Linked DNA regions of Arachis hypogaea: region 1 is linked to region 2. A link is a contact called in public Hi-C data. All regions are on one chromosome and are shown on one strand. Each heading gives the region's core, a stretch centred on a gene start, on an enhancer-like site or on the middle of the called end of the contact. The rest is flanking DNA. Distances are from core to core; before and after follow the strand shown. Region 1 holds the start of LOC112701634 (mitogen-activated protein kinase kinase kinase 20-like). Region 2 overlaps LOC112703544 (receptor-like protein 14).

Region 1 (5,321 bases), core at 1,566-4,065, 120 kb after region 2:
CAAGGGTTTAGAGTTGGGGTTCTTTGTTCTTCTCTTCCCCAAGAGTGTTTCAGCATATGTAGTTTTTGAGTGGGGAAGGAAGGGATGTTGCCTTTCATTAATGAGCCATTGGGAGGCCCAATATGGGCCCGATTCGGCATGTTTAGCCCAATCTCGGGCCAAATTTTTTAAAATTAGTGTCAAAATTCTTTTCTTAATTAGCTCTACCTCATTAAACTATAAAATCTCGGCCCAATCTGACATTGTGTTGCTGTTGCAAGAGTTTTTGTCACCTTGCTCTGGTTTTCTGCTTTCACGTTGTATCTTTCTTTTTCAATTATGTGCCCTGAGTTTACACTCTCTACTAATATATTTAGAGAAGTCAATTCATGACCTAGTGTAAAGAAAATTTTATATAGTTGAGAATTTTTATCATGTTCTAATTAAAAAGGTGGGTGATTGTTTTATCGTGTTTGTAGGTAGGAATGGTGATGGTGATATTATACAATGAAAATTTTCAGAAACTACTTGGATGTAAAAGCAACTCTACTATAGTTACATGGTTCTATCTTGTACGTGATTTTATCGCCATGCTTAATTACTTAATACATTATGAAATGAAATTAATATTTCAAGAATTTTGGATTATGATGGAGGACATGTAGAAGAGAGGCAGATCAAGAAAAAGCACAAATAATATAAGTCATGTCATTCATTGATTCATTGAAGTTGGGTCTCACTTTTTTCTTGTTGCTTTGCTTCACTATATTTCTTTCCCACCATTGCATAATTTTTTTTCATGGCAGTGCACAGATCGTTAACGATTGAGCTCGTGTTCGTTACTGCATGATTCCAGCATTCCAGGAGACATTGAAAGTCTTCACTTACAATGTTTAGCTCTAACTAGTGAAGTTGCAGAGGAGGTTGAAAGCTATTAACAACCAATCCTTTGATTGAACACACGATGAAATGTTAATTCTAAGTGTTAATTCTATGTATTTTTTGTTATTTTACATTGTTAAATTTCTTTGTTCTATCCTATATGTATAGATGTTGAATTTATTTCATATATATAAAAGAAAATATTTTTTATTGCCAAATTTGATATAATTATAATAAAATGTAGAATATAACTTTTTAATTGGAATCTTCATAGTTAGCCACAGTTAAAACCATGGCAAATTTGTTGTGGCCAATAATTTTTTTGTTTCATCATGGGATTTAGCCACGATTAAAACTGTGGCTAATTTTTGTTATGTTGTGGCTAAGTTAAATTCTTTACAGTTCTTGAAATTGTGGCTAAAAGCCAAAAAACCGTGACAAATCATAAATGCAACACCCCGAATGGCCACAGTTCTGTTTTCATGGCTGTTGTGTTAGTCAAAATTTTTTAGGTTTTAGCCACGGTTTTAACTATAGCTAAACACCATGTTTGTTGTTTTTTATATCAAGAGCTCGCTCTTGTAGTGATATCACAAGTCATAAGATGCATGAGATGGAGATGAAAGAAAAAACGGACATGTTAGATGTAATGTATACTATTGTACCTTCTTGATGAGCATTGGTTTTGTACCGAATTCTTTAGTAACATGTACATACTCAAGATGATGCTTTATTACTCTTTTCACTCAATTGTAAATTTTGTATTAATCAAGAACTCTTTGCAAAATTAGCACCTAGAGCTAACATATAAACTCAGCAGTGAAAGCAAGAGAGTCCAAATCATATGAGGTTAATCACAAAAACTCATCTCTTCATATTTTAAAGCAAAAAATGATAGAACCAATATTCATTGGCTGTTAGGTACTTTTTTTGTTTATGAAACCTAACCATAAACCTTAAACTATCCTCAGATTCAATGAATATTTCAATGCAATCACCACGTAGAAACATATAAACCAATATGTATCTCCTAGAATTCTTAATACTTAAAAATAATAAAGGAAAAAAATGATAGGCACAATTAATGGATATTTTTTATATAAATAAAAAATTATTATTTCTAAAAAACTATTTTTTTGGGATAATATATGCAGTTCGTCTAATAAGCAAGCAACCTAAACTAGTTTGTCCAATGACCAGACACTCTGCTCTTCAATTATTGGAAATTAAAATACTAATCATAATTAATCATATAAATATAGCAAAATGAGTACATTTATTTTTATCAAATTAAATTAAATCACTAATTTAAATTATATCATCTATTTGAATTTTGGATAATCAAACTAGACTAAATAAGTAGATGGATAGATCGATTTGCAAATGAAATATTTGGTTGACGTTTAAACCTTAAAAGAAATTATGGAGATCATAGTAGACATAAATACTATGAAACAAAGGCAAAGATTTTGAAATTAAATTATCTCTATTTCATAACCTTTTTAACTAACAAATTCTTATAATCCTTAAGAAAATAGGGATAGAGATATTTATTTCACTTTTTATTTGGGTTTAAAAATTAAAGTTGGTTTAAAATTGTCATAAGATAGAGATATTTCAAGATTTTTGAATTTGTTTTTTGGTTTAAATTATTCCTACTGACACTGTCTTTATATTTTCTATTATATATGCAAACAAAAATATTATCTTGCTGCTAATGAAATCTACTCGTTCAAATGATAAAAAGTAATTAATATAAATAGCACAAGCTATAACAAACTTAGTAATAATTAATAGAACACAAAACGACACAATTCATAATCCACAAGAAAAGCCAAAAGAACTAGCCTACTGTAGGTACTTCAAAATTTGTATATTGATAAATAATATTATTTGATCACTGTATACATGTAACATTTGATGTTGATACAGGAGTAAGAAAACTCAATCAAAGATGAGTAGTTTACAATGGAAGAAACTGAAGGTCTTGGGAGCGGGTTCTTATGGTATTGTTTATCTTGCAATTGTTATTGATACACAAACACCGTATCAGAGCTTCATTGCTATGAAGAGCTCCATTCCCAGATTGGCATTCTCATTGAAGAAAGAAGAACAGATTTTCAAATCATTGTGCGAAGGTGAAAGCAGTGGTTGCCAAGAAATCATTCGAGGCTTTCGAACTGAGATCATGGTAGAGAACGAGCAGTACTTTATCAATCTTCTATTGAAGTATGCACGCATGATTGTTAAAGGGCTTTCGCATATTCATGGCAAAGGAATCGTCCACTGTCACCTCAAGTCAGAGAACATTCTTCTGTTTCCTTTACTGGACAAAGAGAGTGTAAACTGTCAATTGAAGATTGTGGATTTCGAATTATCTAAGACCAAAAAGGAGAAAGCAGATGTTGAGGTTTGGAAGTCCAAGTCTAGAGGTATGCAGTCGTACTTGTCGCCGGAGCATTTTTCGGGCATAATGATGCTCCGAGGGATATATGAGCACTTAGTTGCATAGTGATTGAAATGCTCACTAGATTTCCTGCATGGGGTGAGAACCTTTTGCTTAATGAGGAGTATTTGAGGTTTTATTGAGTATCTTGAACCTATCACCCAAGAAGCCGAAAGGAATCAATTTTTTCTATTATGATTTTCTAGAAAAGTGCTTTGTGAAAGATCCTAGCAAGAGGTGGCTTGCTCAGATGCTTCTTGATCATCCTTTCTTTTATGTCACACTTTTTCATTCATATTATCTTGCAACTTAGCTATGATTGTTTTTCTTAGTTAGTTTCATTGCAATCTTATTTATAGTTTATGTAGTTAGAGATATTATGATGACATGGTAAGATTGAATGGTTTTGTTTATTGTGTCCCCTGTCCAAGGCCGGATGGCTATGCTGTAGTGTCTCTTGGGTCAGGCCATCTTCTTCTCCTTGATGGCTTTGCCGAAAGAGAGTTGGAGTCGGGCGGTCTTAGGAAATAGAAAAGCTGTATAAAATATTGATGAATAATGAGTCTGTTCCTTAACATTTATGGTGGTTTATAAGATTGAGTAAACTATGTTAATAACAATAATTTTGTTTGCTATTTGTGCTTCAGATGTTATAAGTTCCTTTTTATGTTTCAATTTTCTTTTTCTTTCTTCCTTTTATAATCTTGCTTTTAGTATATAATCAAATAGTTTAATTAGATAGAAAAATGTTAACTTGTGTTGTTATTCTTTTAGAAGTAGTAAACCATCAATTTATTGAACTCTGAATAACATCAATTATGAGCAATATCATCAATAGGTAAAACTTGTGTCACTTGTTGAGCTCTTAGTGTTCCTCAAAGAGGAATAAGTGAGTGCAGAATATACATACAATATTAAGATGCAAGGATGTGAAATTGAAAGGGAGGGATTGGACTCATTAATTAAATTGTATGCTTAACTTATCTTTCTTCTTCTTTTTTTTCTCATCACTGTTCGTTCTTTCTAGGGGATTATTAACTTGTTTTTTTCTAGTTGTAGTATTTATAATAAAAACTACAAATAGCCTAGCTATTTAAGGGTGATGGAAAAATAATTGATGAAATTTCAAAAATTCTATTATTTGTTTATCTTTTCTCCTAAATTTAATATTATGCAACTGAGTTGTGATGAAGACATTTTAAAAATTCTAGCAAAAAAATAGAGAGCATGGGAACAATAATTTAACTGAACAATTTTATTATGAGTTGCACAGAACATGAACCTCATTTTCAACAACAAATTCAACTATAATAATTTTCAGCAACAAAAGATTTAGCTCAAAATATGATTTATAGATTTGCAGCAAAAAAAAATTAACTAAATGATTATTTCAGCAAGACAATAATAGAGTCAAGCTTCAGTGATGATAATCATTAAGAAATTCAACTCCGTGAATTTTTTCAAAAACAAAAAATTAGTTTAGTGATATTTTCAGCAACAAGATCTAGGTGCAGTGATGAATTATAGCAACAAAAAATTTAGCTAATGATTTTTTCAACAAGACAGCAACAGATTCAAGGTGCGGTGATGATAATCAGTAAAAATTCAACTTTCAGCATCAAAATCAAGATGAAGAGATGAATTACAGCAACAAAATTGAGGAAAAAGAGCGGGGGAATTTTTTGAACGCACCAAATCGGAGACCAGCGAATGCCGGCGAGGAGGAAGCTGATGGCGAGGCTCGAAGCAAGAAGACGACAACGACGACCAATCCCGGGACGTGCTGCTTCTGCCGCCGCCGACGACGAGCACATGGAAGGCGTTCGACTGAGTGTGAGATGGTGACGAGACAAAGAGCGACGACGACGACCAGCACCAGGACCTTCTGCTTTTGCCGCCACCGCCGACGAGCGCAGGGAAGGTGCATGCTAACTGTGAGACGGTGACGAGACAGAGAGCGACAACGAGCTTGAGTGCAAGACCGGAGGTAGTGAGAGAGACTGGAGACGAGAGA
Region 2 (5,648 bases), core at 309-2,808:
TTGTTTCATTTTACATAAACCTACATATGAGTAGTATATAACATGATTAGAATTTAATTTTACATCATGTCATCATGGGTATTCAAATTAAAGCTGAGGGTAAAAACATAATTCTTTTTTGGAGGTAACAATGAAGATTTGCTCACCTTGAATTGGGAGAGATCCACTGAGAGATAATTGACCTAATTTAAGGACTTGCAACTTGCTTAGATTTGCCAAAGCTTTACAAGAATAGATAGAGAAATACGTTTAGATGCTATAATAAGTGGGTAACAAAATCTGATATATACACATGATCATATTTAATTATTTCAACTTATTATTTTGGTTTAAATAAGAAAAGAAAAACAGGTTGCACCTAAAGAGAACTTGGTGTATGTTTGTAATTTTCTTCAAGAGGAAGTTTAGAAAAGCAGCATTTTTATTAAAATTTGGCCAATATTTAATCATTAAAAAAAATGAGTAATCTTTTATCATTAAATTTAATCTCACACTATTAAAAATACTAATGATAACTAATTGACTACAAATTACAAAACCTACTAGTCTCCTAGCATTTCTCTTTGTTTTATTTTTTAAAAAAAAGCATTAATAGTCAAATCTTTAATAGTAGATTTGAAACACGCTGAGAATATCCTCAAACATAGTTATCAGAATTGAATCGGTGATCAAAACGATCAAATTATTGGGTCACTAAGTTATTGATTTAACTGATGGGTCATTTATTGAACTGATTGACCCGATACTATGTAAATAAAAATATAAAATAGTCAAAAACTTAAAATTAAAATTTAAAATACATATCTTTACTACTAATATTTTAAAAATAACCAAACTATTCTAAAATAATATAGAACAAAAACAATAAGTATTTATTATTTTTATTCTATCAAATATTTTTATTTTGTTTTTATAATAAAATAATTATTATTTTTAAATTTTAATAATTTATTAATTAATTTATATTTATTATACTATTATATACTATAAGTATTTATTAAAAAAAATATTAATAAATATCATATAATTATAAAAAAATAAATAAATTTATAATTATTATTAAATAAAAATATAATTAATTTAAGAATGAGTTTATAGTTAAAAATAATAATAAAATATATACTTAAGATATCGTGTATTAATTAGGATATAATGTGAAAATAAAAAATATATTTTAAAAAGCATTGAAAATAACCATAATGAAATCAGCCTAGTAGTTATTAGGTTGGTCTTTATATTAGAAGATTCATGTTCAATTCTGCTCTCTAAAAAAATTATATTGAAATAAAATAAAAATATAATTTTCAATTATTTAGATAATTCTAATTCTCATATTTAATTTCCAACTAAATCGAACTAAAATAAGTTTAATTTGCAATTCTATTGCCAAATGTTAATATTTGAACTTGAAATATCGAAAATTTTTCTATCCGTTTCTATATGAGTTCAATAACTCAAGAAGCCCAATCCTGTTTCTATATTAAAGTTTAACTCGATCTGACCCAACGTGCTGACGGCTGATAGATCACCTATATCCAAAAGGGTTCCAATTCGGATTCTTTCATCCATGACCCGATCTAACTTAGGAAGCAAGCCATATGCTTCCCTCACTCCTCCAAAATCACTACGTGTAGAGGGAATAACTTTTTTTTTTTTTTTTTATGCATAAAACCTTCCTCATATTGAGGATAGTTAAGTGCCCTCAATCTACAGAGTAAGTTCTCCCATTTTGAAATAGTCAGCTACATTAAATTCACACTTCTATAAATATTACATCAACACAGGTAATTTTAATCCAGTTTGATATATATTTCTATTAAAATATCTGCTGACTTTAGCATTAGAATTTTATGTAGATACTTTCACCCATTGTCTCATACGCTCATTTAAGATTTGGTTATATAGTAAAACAATTGACAACAACAACTAAGAATATAATGCCTACTTAAAAAAAAAAATGGTCATTCTCTTAAGTATTTTTAAAATAATCCTTTCATTAATAAACTCTTCTTAATGGTGTTTTAAAATATAGTAGATCTTCCTTATTTTTATATGTGTCACTACAAAAACGAACTTTTAATCACTAAGTGAAAATATAATGTCAGTTCAAAACTTTCTCCGTTTAATCGTACTTAGCTTGCAATCGAATTTTGAGTTTACAATGTAATCAAAATGACTAAAATAGAGATAATAATATAATTTGTACCTGCGAGTACTCGTCTCGTTCTTATTTAGTTGGGGTGGGTAATTATCCAACCTAGTTCGTGGTGAATTTTGATAAGACAGTTGGTGCTTGGGGGGAAACGGGATCGGATATGGGTATATCCGGCCATGGACAAGTACTCCACAGAACGAATTAGGATACAAATTTTTATGATTCACGAGTAGTTCTAACAGGATAGGATTTATATAGAATAAAATAGTAGGAGTGAGCACGGGTCGGTTTGGTTTGGGTTTATGGTAAAATTAGAACTAAATCAATCAAATGTAATGGATTTGGTTTGGTTTGAACTTGTGATTTTTTGTACATGTATTCGAACCAAATCAAACCGATGAGTAATTAGGTACCCGATGATTTTAAAATTCATAAAACAAAAAATCAAATTTTTTTCTTAAAAATTCAACAAGTACAATAAACATGTAACATCAATAGAAATAATCCAAACATGTTAAACACCAAATACATTGAAAACTAAACTCATTAAAATCCAAACATATTAATAGTGAATAATCATTGTCTAATAGAAAAGTCATATATATTTTTTATTTTTTTTATTTAATTAATATATGATCGGGTTTGCGGATTGGTTCGGGTTCTGCACCCCCAAAATTAATACCCGAACTAATTACTAACAAAGACTATCGGTTTGGTTCGGATTAGAACCGATTACCCATTGATTCCAAAATCAATTTAATTAGTTCGGTTTAAATTCAGACGAGTAATCGGATATCCGCTACCCGTGCTCACCCCTATAAAATAGGACTAGATCCGAAAATCTATCCCTCCCCCCAATTGCATTCCCCCCAATTGCATTGTTATTCCTAAACGAAAAAAAAAATTGAATAAAAATCAACTATAGATAATATAACTAAGAAAAAGTTTAGGGGACAGCATTTTTATTAAAATTTGGCCAGCACTTAACCATCAAAAGAAAAGTGAATAATTATATACCATTAGATATAATCTTACACTGTTAAAAATACTAATTATAACTAATTAATGACTATAAATCACAAAATTTGCTGACCCTAACACTGTCCTTATAACTAATGAATTATACCTAATGCTTTTAGATAGATAATACGAATAACACAATAATTTCGATAAACCCACCAAACAAGATAAAAATGAATCCTCAAATAGAAATGGGTACCTTGAGTTGTCAAGCCGCCATAAAGATAATTAAAACTCAAGTCCAACATCACCAAGTTTTGCAGATGTGATATCTCTAAACAAATATTTCTAATCAGAATCTACAAATTAAACAAATCCTTATGTATAAAATAATATAAGAATTTAATTTTAATACATGAACACAATAAAAAATTTTACATACAATTATCCAATTAGATTTATGTATTTAGATAATTTTTTAAATAGTAAGTTTGAAAATTAATTATTTTTGTTAATATCGTAATATCAAGTTGATTTTTTACATAAAACTCTTTTAATTGATTTATACTTATAGTGCATGAAAATTATGTCCTAATAATTCATGCAAATTCATACCTTTGCTAGGAAAGAGTCCACCAAGAATGTTATTAGCAAGGTTCAAATTGTTGAGGGATGATAGACCAGAAAAGAATTCCATTACACTCTTCTTGAAGTTATTAGAACTGAGATCTAAATTCTCCAACTTTTTTAATGTTGACTTGCTTCTATTGCCTTCAAAAGATTATTAAAAAAATCACATCCATAACGTAACCAAAGAATAAAGATAATCATGCATATATTGTTTGAAGGGTGAATCACCTTCGGATAGGTAGTTAAACTAGTTTTAAAAAAAAGGTCTTATTTGACACATTTGGAATTCCTACGCAAAAAAAAGAAAAGAAAAAAAATAATAATAATATTAAAATAAAATAAAATAAAATTAAAAGAGTCTTTTACTTTTATTTTATCTTTTTCTCTTAACCAAGTGTATTATTTGGGAAAGAAAAAGAGGGATATTTTGAGAGAATAAGGATGAAATCTATATTATTGACACACATATACAAACAATAGAGCTAGAAATAAAAGGGAGATGGAGTCATAATGCATTAGCTAAAATAATTAACTTTTAATTTACTAATTGCTATAACTACCTGATGGATATTAGTAACTTAGAAAATGGGAGATTGAATATAGGCCTCTTTTTACATTATTTGTTTTTACTTCAAATTGGATAGAACTATTGAGAATCTGCTAAGTCTTTTTTTTTTAAAGTTTAGGAGACATTTTTATTTTGTCTCTTTTTAATAAAGGAGTTAGAACTGAATTGTATGAGTGAAAAGTAGCTGTGACGTCTTGTTGGTTAGAATAAGTAGGAGATAATTTTGTTTTGTCTCTTAGAAGATAAAATCAGAATTAAAACAGAGAAAAAAAAAGTGACACAGCCATATATCCTGGTTCAGTCACTATGTACAATGCGACTTATATCTAGTCCCTCCCACAACAGTGGTGAAATTTTCACTATCTTTCAAATATTACAAACACCAATTTTCCTAGGATTCAACCTAATCCTATCTGGGACAAACTCTGTAAAACCCAAAAAATTTGTAAAAATAATTAGCCAATAAATTAATTATTAATCAAAATAATTAGAAAATAGAATTTTATAGTTTAATGAGGTAGAGCTTATTAAAATAAGAATTTTGACACTAATTTTAAAGAATTTGGTCAAAAATTAGGCCAAACGAGCCGAATTGGACAAACCAAGCACGTATTGGGCCCAAGGCCCAACCCAATTCCTTAATATAAATGAGCTTCAGCTCATTTTCTTTCCTATGCATGTGAATAACGCAGAAACACAAGAGGGAAGAAGAGGGTAAGTTCCAAACCCTAACCCTTCACTAAATCTCATATAACTTTCAATTCGAAGCTCTGATCACTGCAACGTTTGCGGCCACACGACCATAGCGTCGAGCTCTGTAAAGCCCAAAACTTAATTAGGTAAGGAAGCCACTTTTTCCTTTTCAATTTTATCTTTCCCAATTTCGAAACTCAATATGAATTTATGCTGAATTTTGCATGATTTCGGTGTTTAGGTTCGAGTTAACTTGCAAGTATTGTCAGGTTAGCTTGTTTGAGTTGTGGGTCAGGTAAGAACCCTCAAACCCTTTGTGAAAATATTGAATTAGTAAATTCTATATTGATTATATTGATAATTGTGATATTAGATTAAAATTGGTTATCGGTTGGAGTTAATTTGAGAAATCGGAAGCTAGAGGATTAACTTTGGAGGCTGGGTGTCATTAGTGAGGGGGTTGGAGTTGTGGAGCTTGTGGTACGAGAACGCTTGAGGTGTTCCGGGTTTATCGGGAAATCGTTCAAGGTATGGTTTCGATTTCTCGTATGTAAAATATAATGTATTGTGAACACTTAGGCTAGTGACCCTAGGATAGGAATTGAATTATTGATGTTGTTAATTGGTTGAGGTGCATTGTAT

Evidence for each region. A called contact is a pair of places that touch in the nucleus more often than the background predicts.
Region 1: a contact with region 2 is called in a Hi-C map of leaf, with 1.7 times the contacts expected there. The contact joins the promoter of LOC112701634 here to the enhancer-like site in region 2. A contact is called at or near these places in 2 of 8 Hi-C or Micro-C datasets (both in leaf).

Annotation. Positions count from the first base shown.
Region 1 is chr7:77,312,289-77,317,609 of arahy.Tifrunner.gnm2.J5K5, forward strand. LOC112701634 (mitogen-activated protein kinase kinase kinase 20-like) reads left to right here and starts at 2,816. Exons shown (of 1, transcript XM_025752373.1): 1 at 2,816-3,373. The coding sequence starts at 2,816. The coding sequence ends at 3,373.
Region 2 is chr7:77,196,238-77,201,885 of arahy.Tifrunner.gnm2.J5K5, forward strand. LOC112703544 (receptor-like protein 14) reads right to left here. Exons shown (of 8, transcript XR_011864171.1): 2 at 3,731-3,886; 3 at 3,375-3,449; 4 at 147-221; 5 at 1-20. Among protein-coding and RNA genes, the nearest start is that of LOC112701627, 17 kb to the left of the region's middle. Within about 2 kb of position 1,559, at least 1 of the 3 cell types and tissues checked has open chromatin away from gene starts, as enhancers often do.